Linked DNA regions of Sus scrofa: region 2 is linked to region 1. Evidence: chromatin contacts called from public Hi-C data. All regions are on one chromosome and are shown on one strand. The core of a region is the stretch at or near the end of the contact, and the rest is flanking DNA. Distances in the headings are between cores, read along the strand shown.

Region 1 (7,365 bases), core at 4,480-6,979:
CTTTGACTACCTGCTGACGTACAGTGACAATCCCCAGACTGTGTTTCCTCGCTACTGCGTTAGTTGGATGGTTTCCAGTGGTGAGTGGGTACTTGCGTATAAGTACAGGGCCTGGGCTGAGCATTTTTTTTCTCTAGATTTTTAGTGGCATCAAAGAGATTAGTACTTGTCTCTCTGGAGCCTTTTCGAGAACATTCTTAAATGCCATTTTGAAGATATCAAAGCTTCCAGCTGCAGTTTGGACGGATGAGATTTCTGGAGTCCCAAAAAAGAACTTGTGCCCAGAGGGAAGTTGAACAATATTTGCTTAATGCCATCAGTATGGACTGTGTGCACTGATACATTTAATTTTTTTATTAGATGTGTTGGAAGCCACAAAACCTAGCACAGAAAATGTGGTTATAGGATAGTCACCTGGAGAAGGGCCCCCCCGCCCTTGTTACTTACAGAGGCCGCACCTCCCTGCCATCACTGCCCCTCTCCCTTCTAGTCTCTCGACTTAAAAGCAGCCTCGTGATTTTCTTCTCTCTGGTTCCCTCTGGGGGAGAATGGAGAGGAGCTTCGTTGTTTCTGTTTGACATCCTCTGACAGAATTGGCAGATACTTAGGCTGTGCCACTGATGATCAGTCATATTTTAATCACTTAAAAGAGAGCCTTTGGGACTCATGTGGCCTGATCAGAACCCCTGGTTGTCTGTCAGTCAGGTGGTGATCTCTGTAAGGAGGCCCTGGCTCCCAATGAGGAAAGGTACCTAGGCCCTTCTAATTTGGCACCCACTGCTGGTTTGTGTGTTGTCCTACCCAGACTACCTTCTCTCCCGACAGGCATGCCAGATTTCCTGGAGAAGCTGCACATGGCCACTCTGAAAGCCAAGAACATGGAGATCAAAGTGAAGGACTATATCTCGTCTAAGCCTATGGAAGTGGGGAGTGAAGCCAAGGCCACGGCCCCATCTTCCGAGCGGAAGAGTGAGGGTAGCTGCGGCCCTGCCCGGATCGAGTATGCTTGAAGACCTTTGGGATAAGGAGGGACAGGCTGCTTCCAGCCCGGGCTCTTATCACTCCGCTGCAGAATGGGGCGTGTATTAGAAGGTGTCTGCTGTAACCACCAGTGCAAGATAATTCAGTACTTGTGTCCGGTCTCATTCAGAGCCCTGCTGCTCTTTATCAAAGCAGGAGGAGGAGGAGGCATCTGGGGGGACATTGTCATGTTCTCAGGCCAAGCATTTTGATTTGCTTGTTTCACTGAGCAAATCTGGAACCAGCCGCTCACCTCAGGCCAGAGGGGACAACCTCTTTTGCTTCCCTGAGCGGTGTCCTCTGCCCACATTCCATTCTCAGCCTCAGTTCTGCAGCACTTTGGGTTTCCTTCAGTTCTGGAGGACCAACTGGACGGTCGAGTCCCAGCGGGGGTCATGGGAGCGCTCTTGGTCGGAGTCCTGATCTTGAGCGGGTGTGAACTGTTGCTTGGCAGTGCAAGTGCCTTGTCCTCACCTCGCTCCCATCTCTAGGGACATAGAGTTTGTACCAAGAACTGTCTCTCTTTGCCTCCCATTCACACTGCGTTGACTCACCCACCCAAAGCAGTTTCCTTTCAATTGGCCAGTTCTTCTGTATTCATGTGCTCTATTAATTCAGGTTTATGCCTCCTTCTGTAGCCCATTTACCAAGAACATGGGGAAATTAATCCTTTTAGACAGGAAATCTCTGTATCATCAGTGTTTTTGATAAGAGTCAGTGGAGATGCTCAAAACATAACACTTTGGCTCGGGGGTTCTTTTGTTTGTTTTTTTAACCTTTGTGTTAAAAGATGGGAATTGGGGAGTTGAATAGGATTTTTCCATAGTCCGACTGTATAGCAAACACTGTCTTGATTCAGGCATTAGTTTTCACACTTCAGGTCTGACTGAGTGCTGAGGACATGTCCCTCTTGGAAGGCTGACGGCCGAACAGTGGGGACTGCTCCCTTGGAGCCCTCAAAGCTGTAGATAAGCTGTGTGAATGGACAGATGTAATCTTGTCCCGGATGCTAATATAAGGGGATGTGGTTTATATGACCCTCTTATTCCTCTGAGAAGTTTTTCTTCCTATTCTGAGTCAAAAGCAGACCACACTGTTCAGATCAAGTCACAATTAGATGGGATCCGTTTGGTCTGGCTGATCTGGCTTACGGCCATGCTGCAGTCTGACTGGAGAATCGGCAACAGGTTTCAAACCCTCTTCCCTCCTTTTTTTTCTTAGAATTTGAATGACCAGATTCTCCCCACCCCTTTTGTGTTGTTGAAGAGGAGAACTAAACCTGAGACTAACTTTAATAAAGCCCCTTGACCTTTTTGTCGTGTAAGTTTTGTGCCAGGGAAGGCCCTGTCCCAGTGGTTCTTACCTTCTCTGCATCGTTGGCAGAGCAGAGGGATGCATTCTTTTCATTTCTCTCCTCACTTCCAGGACCTGCCAGAAGCAGGGAAGAGCCCCTGGGTTATGTCTGAACTTAGCTTCCAGCATGTGGGTGGTGTGAGTGCACAGGGGTTCAGGGGCTGGATGTTGCTCACATTGTGCTTTTGGGCATTTTGACTCTGCACTTGGGACTGTACAGTTACTCATGTCATTGTAATGATTTCACTCCTGACTGTGACATTTTTATCAAATGTGTGAATAAATACGTAAGGATTGGGATGAAAGAGTGTGTCTTTGGACAGATGTTGGTGGGGAAATCTTGTGTATTGGGCTTATCATTCCTTTCTGATCATAAAGTTGAAAAGAAGTATGTTCTGCTCATAGAGTTGGCCCTGGAAGCAGCAGGGCTTGGTCTTTCTTGGTAACTGACAAACTGCTTACCAACCACTTGGTTTAAACCATGACCCCTTTCCAGGTGACCAGTTTGGCAACTGAAAACAAACCACCTATTTCTACTTTCTCATCTGGATCTACTAGTATCTCATACCTTTCATTTTAAGAGAAGAATCAGGAGTTCCAGTCGTGGCCTAACGGGTTAAGAACCCAACTGGTTTCTGTGAGCATGTGGGTTCCATCCCTGGCTTCGCCTAGTGGGTTAAGGATCTGAGGTTGCCTCAAGCTCTGGCATAAGTCACAGATGTGGCTTGGATCTGGCGTTGCTATTGCTATGGTGTAGGCCAGAAGCTGCAGCTGCAATTCAGCCCCCTAGCCTGGGAACTTCCATATGCCGCAGGTGTGGCCCTAAAAAGGAAATAATAAAAGAAGGATTGGTGGAGTTACTGCTTTGGTGCAATGGAATCAGTGGTGTCTCTGGAGTGCCAGGACTCGGGTTTGATCCCTGGCCCAGTGTGGTGGGTTAAGGATCTGGCATTGTTGCAGCAGCTGTGGCGTGGGTTTCAACTGTGGATTGGTTCTGATCTCTGGCCCAGGAACTCCATATGCTGCTGGGTGGCCAAAAAAGAAGAAAAGAAAAGGATCAGCTTGGAGGAGACAGCGTTAGAGCTTTGTTGATAGTATAACTTGGGCGGGAGTGAGGAAGGAGGGGACTCTGGCACGATGGGGTGCACTTCAGGACCCCAGCTGGAGAGAAGGTGATGAGCTCAGAACCACCACAGGGGGGTAGTCAGAGCACACAGGCACCTCTGCTGGAGTGCGGATTGTGCACACAAGGTAATTCGATACCTTAGAGACACTTTGCACATAACATGGATTTTAAGTTTGTGGTTTTTCCTGTGGGAGACAGCGAGGGGAACACAGATGCATACCCAAACTACAGAGCTCTTTCCTCACTGGAAAGGCATCTCTGCTGGCGGGCAGCTTATCAGGTTGTACACCTGTCTGTCTCACGGACGTCTGGAGAGCTGGTGGTTCTGGCCTTCACCTGCTGCTCGTGGAGGCCCCTGCGTAGCTCCCCGCCATTCTCCAGGGTCTGTGTGAACACTTCTGTGGAGAAGCTCTGAGTTGTTACTGAGAACAACTTTTCCCTTGTTGAATGGCTCCAGCTTTAAGGAACCTCTACATCGAGACCACATGGACCTCATAACATCTCCCGATGGATCAAGCCCCTTGCTCCTCGGAACAACACTAGAAAATCCTCCATGGAATAGCACCTCATGTTCTTGAAGACAGTGCTCTTGTGACTGAGCTTTTTCCCAGGCTTTATGTCACCAGCAGCTTCAAAAATCCTCCACTTTTTAGTTTTGAACAATTTCATACAGATTGAAAATTTGGAAGTGTAACAAAAATAAAATGTTGTGCATCTTTCCCCTAACTTTGCCGACTAACAACTTGCTGTGAGGTGTGCTTTATCTTCTTCCTGTATACGCTTTGCTGTGGCTGGACCATGTCCTAAAGTCTGTGCTGGAGCCCCAAGCCCCATGTGACGGTATTGGAGATGTGGCCTTTGAGAGGTGGTAGGTTTAGATGAAGTCAGGAGGGTGGGCCCTGTGATGGGATTAGTGTCATTATAAGAACTGCCAGGGGCTGCTTGCCCTGCCTCTCTCTCACTGAGGACACTGAAGGCAGCTGTTTGGTAAGCCAGGGAGAGGATTCTTGCCAGAAACAGAATCGGCCAGCACCTCAATTTTGGACATTGAGCATCCAGAACTGAGAAATAAATTTCTCTTGTTAAAGCCACTCAGTTTGTGTATGTTTTATGGGTTATGGTGGCTTAAGTAGATTAATACGTTTTTCAGGACCACTCGAAAGTAAGTTACAAATACATTTCACCCCTAAACACTTGAAGTTCTTCTTTATTTTTTTATTTTTTGTCTGTAACCCGTGGCATATGGTGATTCCCAGGCTAGGGGTCGAATTGGAGCTGTAGCTGCCAGCTCACACCACAGCCACAGCAACGCAGGACCTGAGCCACGTCTGTGACCCACACCACAGCTCGTGGCAATGCCGGCAATCCTTAACCTACTGAGTGAGATCAGGGATGGAACTCATGTCCTCATGGATACTAGTCAGGTTTGCCACCACTATGCCACCACGGGAACTCCAAAATGCTTCTTTGTAATCACAGTGCCATTAGCACACAGGTAAGCAGTGTCACAATGTCTAATAATTTAATCCATATTAAAATTTTCCCCAGTTGTCCCCTAAGTGATTTACTACACCCCTCTGCTCCCAAATTCAGGATCCAATTAAGCATCATGTTGCATTTGTGTCCATTGTCAATGGCAGCTAAGTGCCTACCCTTCGTAATGCACTGTGATGGGATTAGTGTCATTATAAGAACAATGCAGCTTCATGGCTGCAGCTTCATGGCTGCCTTCGATAGGTAGTGTGACACAGGTTCTCAAACTTGGCTCCGCCTGGAAGCTTTGAAAACCCATCCCTGGGCCTCACCCAGGCCAGTTACACTAGAATTGCTGGTGGTGACAGTGGTGCGTGTTAATGCTATCTAAAGGCTACAGAGTAAGCCGCAAGCTCCTTGATCTGCATACTACTATTAGGACCTAAGGTGTTACTAATTTGTTGTCACACTGTTGTCTTCTGTTGGGCTTGGAATCAGCTGATAATATCACTTCCCAAGCACTTGCTGTGCCTGACCCTGTGCTTCATGCTTTATGCAGGATCTCATCGAATCCTACAAGAGCCCTGCAAGGATGTAGCTCTCTCTGTTTCATAGGCAAGAAGTGGCATCAGAGGTTAAGTAATTTTCTTGCTCAAAGTCACACAGGAAGTGACAGAGCCAGGATGCAGACCTAGCTTTGACCGCTACAGAGACCTCTAGCGAAAAAAAAAAAAAAATTAAATGGAAAAAAAAAAGACCTCTAGCGGTGGTTTCAAACAGGTTAGTTTCCTGTAAATACTGCTGTGCTAGGTTCCTCCTCAGGGTGGTCAGCTTCCTTTGGAACCTAGATCATGGGCTTTCTTTTTATCCATCCTTGTTAAATGTTATGTGGTTTACGCCTCCCCCTACCCCCTGGTTCTATCATCCAATCGCCGATTGTTTGACGGTGCTCTTTCTATGAGTATCAGAAGCATAATTTCTCTCCTGAAAACTGTAGGATGTACTCCATACCATGTTTCCAAATATAAAGAGATGGGGCTGTTTTCTTGGGGACATCTTGAGGTAGCATTTTTTTAAAATGTTGAATTACAAAATAACCAGTTTCTATACCCAGCATTGTAGGACAGGATCTTGGAAATTCTTTTCAAAATGGAAATATCCTTCATACAATCTGAGAGCTCTTATTTCTAATAAGCCTGAAACTTTCTAAAAACAATAGCCCATGGATGGAAGTGACATTAATGTAAAATGTGCGTGTTTTTACCAACCTCAGTGTACTTGATAGAACATCATTCCAGGAGTTCCCGTCATGGCTCATCGGAAACAAATCTGACTAGAAACCATGAGGTTGTGGGTTTGATCCCAGGCCTCGCTCAGTGGGTTAAGGATCCGGCGTGGCCGTGAGCCGTGGTGTAGGTTGCAGATGAGGCTCGGATCTGGCGTTGCTGTGGCTCTGGTGTAGGCTGGTGGCTACAGCTCCGATTAGACCCTTAGCCTGGAAACCTCCACATGCCACGGGTGTGGCCCTAAAAGGACAAAAGACCAAAAAAAAACCAACAACAAACCATCATTCCAAAGGAACTCCTAGGCCACACACTGTCACATTTGCAATAGTAACCTCATTCTGGTTGATTCTGGTCCACAAATGCACTTAAAATTTTCTTCAGGAGATCCCGCTGTGGTTCAGCAGAAACAAACCCGACTAGTATCCATGAAGATGGGGGTTCGATCCCCATCCTTGCTCAGTGGGTTAAGAATCTGGCCTTGCCACAACCTGTGGTGTAGGTCACAGATGCAGTTCAGATCTGGCATTGCTGTGGTGTAGCCTGGCAGCTGCAGCTCTGATTCGACCCCTAGCCTGGGAACTTCGATATGCCATGGGTGCAGCCCTAAAAAAGCAAAGAAAAAAAAATTTCAGGAGTTCCCATCTTGGCTCAGTGGAAACGAATCTGACTAGTATCCACGAGGACGCAGGTTCAATCCCTGGCCTTACTCAGTGGGTTAAGGATCCAGCATTGCCGTGAGCTCTGGTATAGGTCGCAGATGTGGCTCAGATCCCAGGTTGCTGTGGCCATGGTGTAGGCCGGTAGCTGTAGCTCTGATTCGACACCTAGCCTGGGAACTTTGATGTGCCACAGGTGTGGCCCTAAAAAGCAAAAAAAAAAAAAAAAAAAAAAGTCAGATGACTTATAAGTAACCTAACTTTATTATCTATTTTTAAAGAGCCTAACTACATCTAAAAAGGTAGAATGGATGTTTGAAAGTGGTAATTTTGGGCGTTTTTATGGTTAATGCACTTTATCATATCTTGAAATTCTGCCACGCACATAAGTTAGGACTATGTTCAGACCTGAAGGACAGAAACCCACAGAATGACCTAAACAAGACTGACA
Region 2 (6,442 bases), core at 443-2,942, 37 kb after region 1:
AAGGAAACTGACTAGTATCCATGAGGGATATGGGTTCAATCCCTGGCCTCGCTCAGTGGATTAAAGGATCTGGTGGTGAGCTGTGGTGTAGGTCACAGATTTGGCTTGGATCTGGCATTGTTGTGGCTATGGTGTAGGCTGGTAGTTGTGGCTCCAGTTCGACCCCTAGCCTGGACACTTCCATATGTCTCAGATGCAGTCCTAAAAAGCAAATAAATAAATAAATAAAATAAAATAAATAAAATAAAAATTGTGGCTTAGAGGGTTGAAAACCCAAACCCGACATAGTGTCTATGAGGATGTGGATTTGATCCTTGGCCTCGCTCGGTGGGTTAAGGATCCGGTCTTTGGAGTTCCCATTGTGGCTCAGTGGTTACGAACCTGACTATTATCCATGAGGATGTGGGTTTAATTCCTGAACCCACTCAGTGGGTTAAGGCTCTGCCGTTGCTGTGAGCTGTGGTGTAGGTCATAGACGCGGCTCGGATCCTGTGGCTGTGGTGTAGGACAGCAGCTACAGCTCTGATTCAGCCCCTAGCCTGGGAACCTCCATATGCCACAGGTGCGGCCCTAAAAAAGACAAAAGACAAAATAATAATAATAATAATAATAATGAGGATCCAGCGTTGCCCAGAGCTGTGGTACAGGTTGCAGATATGGCTCGGATTTGACCCCTAAGTCCAGGAAATTCCATATGCTGCAGCAGCAGCCCTAAAAAGACAAAAAAAAAAAAAAATTATTAAAAAATTTTAAATTCTGGTAAAAAATATGTAACAAAGTGTACCATCTTTACTATTTTTCCAGCATGCACTTTAGTAATGCTAAGCATGTTCCTGTACATTGTTGGGAAACAATCTCCAGATCTTTTCCATCTTGCAAAGCTGAAACTCTGTACCCATTGAGTGATAACTCCCCATCCCCCCTCCTTCAGCTCCTGGCAACCACCGTCTCTACCATCTGCCTCTGAATCTGCTCTGGCTACCCCACCTAAGGGAATCATACACCACTTGTCCTGTTGCGAGTGGCTTATTTCACTTAGCACAATGCCCTCAAGACAAACTGCATTTCTTTTCTTTTCTTTTCTTTTCTTTTCTTTTCTTTTCTTTTCTTTTCTTTTCTTTTCTTTTCTTTTCTTTTCTTTTCCTTTTTGCTTTTTAGGGCTGCACTTTTGATATATGGAAGTCCCTGGGTAGCCACAGCAATGTAGGCTCTGAGACGCATCTGTGACTCACACCATCGCTCATGGCAGCGGCAGATCCTCACTGATCGGGGTCAGGGATCGAACCCACATCCTCATGGATACTAGTTGGGTTCTTAACCCACTGAGGTACAGTGGGAACTCCCTGCTCCCAGCACTTGCAATTGTCTGCTTTTCTGTGTTTACTGCACTAAAAGTTTAGAAAAACAGTGACTTTTTCCGCCTTCCACTGTCAGACTGGGGGTCACCTCAGGGTCTCAGGCAGCGTTCCCCACATCTGAGCCCCATGCAGTGGTGGGAAAGGGGCCTCCCCAGGCTGGAAAACAAGGTTCCTCCCAACTCTGCCACCTCTCACCTCTCCATGATGCTTCTCTGCCCCCTGGCGGAGGGAGGGGACCTGAGCAGAAGCACATCCCTAAGTGGAACCCCCACCCCCACCCCTTGTGCCCTGCTTCTCCTCACCTTCTCGCCCACTTCAGTCAGGCCAGAAAGGGTCTCATCAGGGTCCAGAAAGCTTGGGCCTGGGCTGGTACGAGAGGGTGGGGCTGCAGATGGAGTTGGCTGGGAGAAGCTGCAGGTGGGAGAAGCTGCAGGTGGGAGCTGCTGGGCAGGGCTGCAGGTGAGAGGCTGCAGGAGCTGCTATTTAAGGGGAGGAAGTAGCCTGAAGTCTGCAATTAGCCTGCTTCATCTCACGGAAACTTGCTCTCCTGCTAGCTGGGGGATAGAGGGGCCAACTGTAGGCGGCATGAGCATGGGAGGCCTCTGGCCATGGGTGTTGGCTCTGCTCACTTTGCCAGGTAAGCGGGTTGCTTCACCCTCCTCGCCTTCCTTGTTTTGGCTCCAGCCTACCCAATGTGGGATTGGCCAGAGGGTGTGGCTGGGGCCTGCAGGGATGCCAATTGACCTGCCGGACTCAGAGAACCAGCTTCTAGGGATCTTCCTAGAAGTCAGCACCTGGGGGCCCCAAGAGGGGGATCTCCTGAAGACCCTAAGAGCAGAGGGACAACAGGAACGGCCCTGCAGGTGTTCACCCCAGGCTCAACCAGACTGAGCCCATTTCCGGAGGTCTGGGCTGAGGAGGGCGCTGCTGGGCAGGGTCCGAGGCTAGCTCACACCCAGCTGCCAGTCTTGGAGCCTAAGGCCTGTCCCTGCCTCCCTCCTTTTTGCTCCCTCCAGACGCTCAGAGCTTGGGGTTCGCTTTTAGAGCCCCGTCCTGTTCCTGCCAAGGGAGCTCCTTCCTCAAAGTTGTCCAGCCCTAGGGACCAGGGGAGGCCAGGGGGCTCCGGGGACTCCCTTCGGGGGCCTACTTGTGTGAAGGGCCCAGGTCTTGTGCTCTGACCACCCCCCCAAATCCCCCCCACCCCCACCCCACCCCACCCTATGTCCAGTCATCCTGAGTCACTCTCAGGGGCACTTCGGGCATTGTGCTTATGTACTTGTCCGGGCCAGGCTGCATCTTGGGAGCGCCCTCATCCTCTCGCTGCCCTGGAGCCTGTGGGACCAGATTCGCAGAAGACCTCACCCCCGAGGGGACCCAGACATCCTGGGACAAGGACATCCCTGCAATTAACCAAGGTGAGGGCACTGTGTCCTCTTGTGAGGTGGGGGGTATCATGCTGAACTCTCGGCTGAGCAGGGAGGAAATGGGCCAGTTTGCTTGGTGGGTCTTGCTGAGTAGCACTTCCATGGGCAATTTTTTTTTGCTTTTTAGGGCCACACCTGCAGCTTATGGAGGTTCCCAGGCTAGGGGTCTAATTGGAGCTGCAGCTGCCTACCTACAGCACAGCCACAGCAACGCCAGATCCGAGCCACCTCTTCAACCTACACCACAGCTCATGGCAATGAGCTCATCCTATCAGCAAGGCCAGGGATGAAACCTGGGTCCTCAAGGATGCTAGTCAGGTTCATTGACTGCTGAGCCACAACGGGAGCTCCCACAGGCAAATTCTTAGGTCCATTTTTCTGTATCGGCTCTTCTGGGTTGTTACTTTGATAAAAAGGAGGGAAAAGTGGAGGGGTTTTTGGTTTTGTTTTGTTTTTTTAAACCAGCCTGATAAAGTATGGGGCTCTGCAAGTCTGGTGTTGAGTGGTCATTAGTGGATGTTTAGGAATGTGGCTGCCACCTGGTGCAGGATGACCTGCAGGTGTGAGGTGCTGGGGGTCCAAAGACCGGGAAGCATGAGCCTCGGGCCTCCCTGTCTGGGGAACCTCAGCTGAAAAATGAGAACGTATAGCCAACCTGGGACTAAGCAGGTTGAAACAGACTGGTGTTCAGATGTTGGAGCTGAAGTGTTGGGTGAACACAGGGTTGAGGGGGAGAGCAGACCTAGGCCTGGGGGAGGGGAATCAGCCTCTGTGGATGGAATAGCCGCCATGTGGCCCACCCACCTCTTACTCTGGGAGAAGCTCGAGCAGGGTGCTCTGCTACCTCTTGGTCACTGTGACTAATTCTGGCCACTTCCAGACCAATCAGAGGCTTCCCTGGCATTGCTTTGCAGCTGCTGTGGAGGACACTCTGCTTGGGCTGCTGGTGGCCCAGTAACTACCTGTGAGCCTCATGCAGTGACTGGTCAGGGTGAGCTTTCCTGGGAGGCGCACACCCTCCCCAGCTGCTGAGAATGTGGGGGCTAAGGTCTGGCAGCTGAAGGCCCTCAGCCAGGAATGCCCGCGGAGCAATGCCCTCCTCTGCTTGGGGGGCGGCCCACCCACAGCGACTCAAACAACACACGGGCTAGCCTCCCTGCCTCAAGGTGGGCCAATTCTGCCTCACCTGGGGGCCAGAGCTCCCGTGTGGTCAGGGTGAGGCTGGCCTGCAGCTGAGCCCGCTTCTCCCTCAGTGCTCTCCAGCTCTCTTCATGCCCATGATAAATTACTGGCTTCTAGGAACCCCACCTAAGCCACCTTCAGGAGGCCAGACACTTCTCTAAGATTCCTGCTGGGGCTGATACTTAGGAAAGAGGCTGTGGGAAAGGCTGCCAGCTGTGGCAGAAAATGAGGCTGGAGGGAGGAGAAGCTGGTGTGGGGGGAGGGGAAGGGGGAAGGGGGGGCTTGCAGGGGCCTCCTGTGGTGGGGCGGGCTGGAGTTCCTGTCACTTGCCACCATGAAGGTCCTGATTATTACACAGATGGGTAGGAGGTGAGATGGGACAGGAGAGCCCAGGATGTGTTCCTGGGAGTGTGGCTTGGGCTAGAGTGGAAGGTGGAGCCAGCTGGAAGAAATAGCAGCTCCCTGAGAGCAGAGGGCCTCGATTTCAGGAGGCAGGCGCTGGGGCATGGGAGAAGTGCCCTGTTTGAGCAGCAGAAGCGTGTGAGCAGGCTGACTCAGAGGGGCTGTGCAGCTTGCTTGAGGCCATACAGCTTCGGTGCCCAGGGAAGCTCCCGAGCCTGAGGAAGGGACAGACTTATGGGGTTTCTTGGCCTGCAGCCAAGGTCTCTGCTGGGCCTGTCCTCGAGTCTGTGTTCTGGGGGACACGGGCCCACACGTCCCTCCCTTCCTTCTCAGGGCTGATCCCAGAGGAAACCCCAGAAAGCAGCTTCCTCATCGAGGGGGACATCCTCCGGCCGGTGAGTGTAAGCTTGCACGCATGCGTACACACACACACACACACACACACACACACACACACACGGGTGTAAATAACCTCATAGATAGTGTCAGAGACCTTTGGGCCCACCCTTGGTGTCATAAGGGTGTGAAATGTGAGGGATCCATGTTTGTTGCTCATAGCTTGTTCGATCCCTCCTCTTGCCAAAGGCAGAGTGCAGGTTCCATTAGGACTAAGCAGCCCGAGGGAGGCTACTACCTGGAGTGGTGGCCTCAGTCAGCCTGGGAGGGCTTCCTGAGGGAGGGGGGTTGGAACTTTCAAGCCCAAGCTTTCCACCCTTCTGCAGGGGAGTATTGGGACAAAGGAAGAGATGAGAAATGGTTGGCAGAGTGGCTGGTGGGGCTGTAAGCAGGTGTTTATGGTGAACACAAAAGGTGGTAGATGGTCTAAGGAAGACACAACAAGGAGTAATGCAGTCACCATCCTGTGGGCTGGGGGCTGGAGAGGATAAGGGACAGTCAGAAAGGGAGAAGGCTGGATGGGCATCAGGGTGACTTGCAGAGGGGTGTGTGTGTGTGTGTGTGTGTGTGTGTGTGTGTGTGTGTAGGACCACACCTGTGGCATACGGAGGTTCCCAGGCTAGGGGTCAAATTGGAGCTATAGCTGCCAGCCTACACCACAGCAATGCCAGATCTGAGCCACAGCTGTGACCTACACCACAGCTCATGGCAATGCTGGATCCTTAACCCACTGAGTGAGGCCAGAATCGAACCCGCATCCTCATGGATTCTAGTCAGGTTCATTACCGCTGAGCCACAATGGGAACACTTCTTGACTTTCTAGATATGCAAACAATTCATGGGAATTTTTTTTTTTTTTAATGGCTGTACCTGCAGCATATGGGAAGCTCTTGGGCCAGGGATTGAATCTGAGCCATAGTAATGGCAATGCCAGATCCTTTAACCCACTGTCCTGGTCTGGGGATCAAACCCACACTTCCAGTGACCCAAGTTGCTGCAGTTGGATTCTTAACCCACTGCGCCATGGCAGAAACTCCTGCAATGCCATCTTTTAGGAGACTGGGAATGGCAGAGGCTCGTAAATAGGACAGTGACTGGGAAAGAGTGAGACTGGTCTGAGGCTGCTCACCAATGATACAGCATGAGGCTGGGCTGGAGAGCCGGAGGCTGGGGTGGGCACTGGGCAGGAACCCCAGGGAGAGGGCGAAGCCCTTTTTCTCTGTTACCCAGTGAGTGCAGGGGGTAAAAGCAGAACCCAGTACAACCTTTCATAGCCAGTGGGGCAGGATGTGCTTGGGTGCTGTGATGCCTACCCTCAAAAGGTGTTTGTTGGCAGAATAAAGAAGCTGCTGAGGCCACGTGTGGAGCCTTAGAATCAGGAGGATCATGTCCCCATTTTTTTTCCACCTGTGCCTACACACTCAGTGAGCTCAGCCGGCTGCTGTGCTCCAGAAAGTGATGGGGTGGTAGGGCTGCTGTTGGTGCTGAGCCTTCTGAGCCATTTATGGGTGCTGGACTCCTTGCCAGCCTCTTCTTCAGGGAGTATTTTGCTTTTTTCTCTGCCTGATAAAGTCTCAAGTTGTTTGTTCTCTGGTACAAAGGGTTGTGCTGTGCATTGCAGCTCGTGTGGCAGGCCTGCTGGCTTTCTCTGTGGCTATCCCACTTCTAATGACCTGCCAC

What was found. Hi-C and Micro-C count contacts between places; a contact is called where the count stands out from the background.
Region 2: a Hi-C map of blood shows a contact between it and region 1, with 6 times the contacts expected there. A contact is called at or near these places in 1 of 5 promoter capture datasets (liver), 22 of 47 Hi-C or Micro-C datasets (alveolar macrophages, blood, embryonic fibroblasts and 7 more) and 2 of 2 datasets of targeted methods (alveolar macrophages and skeletal muscle).

What each region holds. Positions count from the first base shown.
Region 1 is chr3:47,014,987-47,022,351 of Sscrofa11.1, forward strand. It overlaps TMEM127 (transmembrane protein 127), which reads left to right. Exons shown (of 11, transcript XM_021087100.1): 10 at 1-80; 11 at 826-2,673. STARD7 (stAR-related lipid transfer protein 7, mitochondrial) reads left to right here. Exons shown (of 8, transcript XM_003124844.6): 7 at 1-80; 8 at 826-2,682. The coding sequence ends at 1,010. Among named protein-coding and RNA genes, the nearest start is that of STARD7, 26 kb to the left of the region's middle.
Region 2 is chr3:47,056,412-47,062,853 of Sscrofa11.1, forward strand. It overlaps ASTL (astacin-like metalloendopeptidase), which reads left to right and starts at 1,693. Exons shown (of 9, transcript XM_003481133.4): 1 at 1,693-1,995; 2 at 2,648-2,773; 3 at 4,700-4,761. The coding sequence starts at 1,944.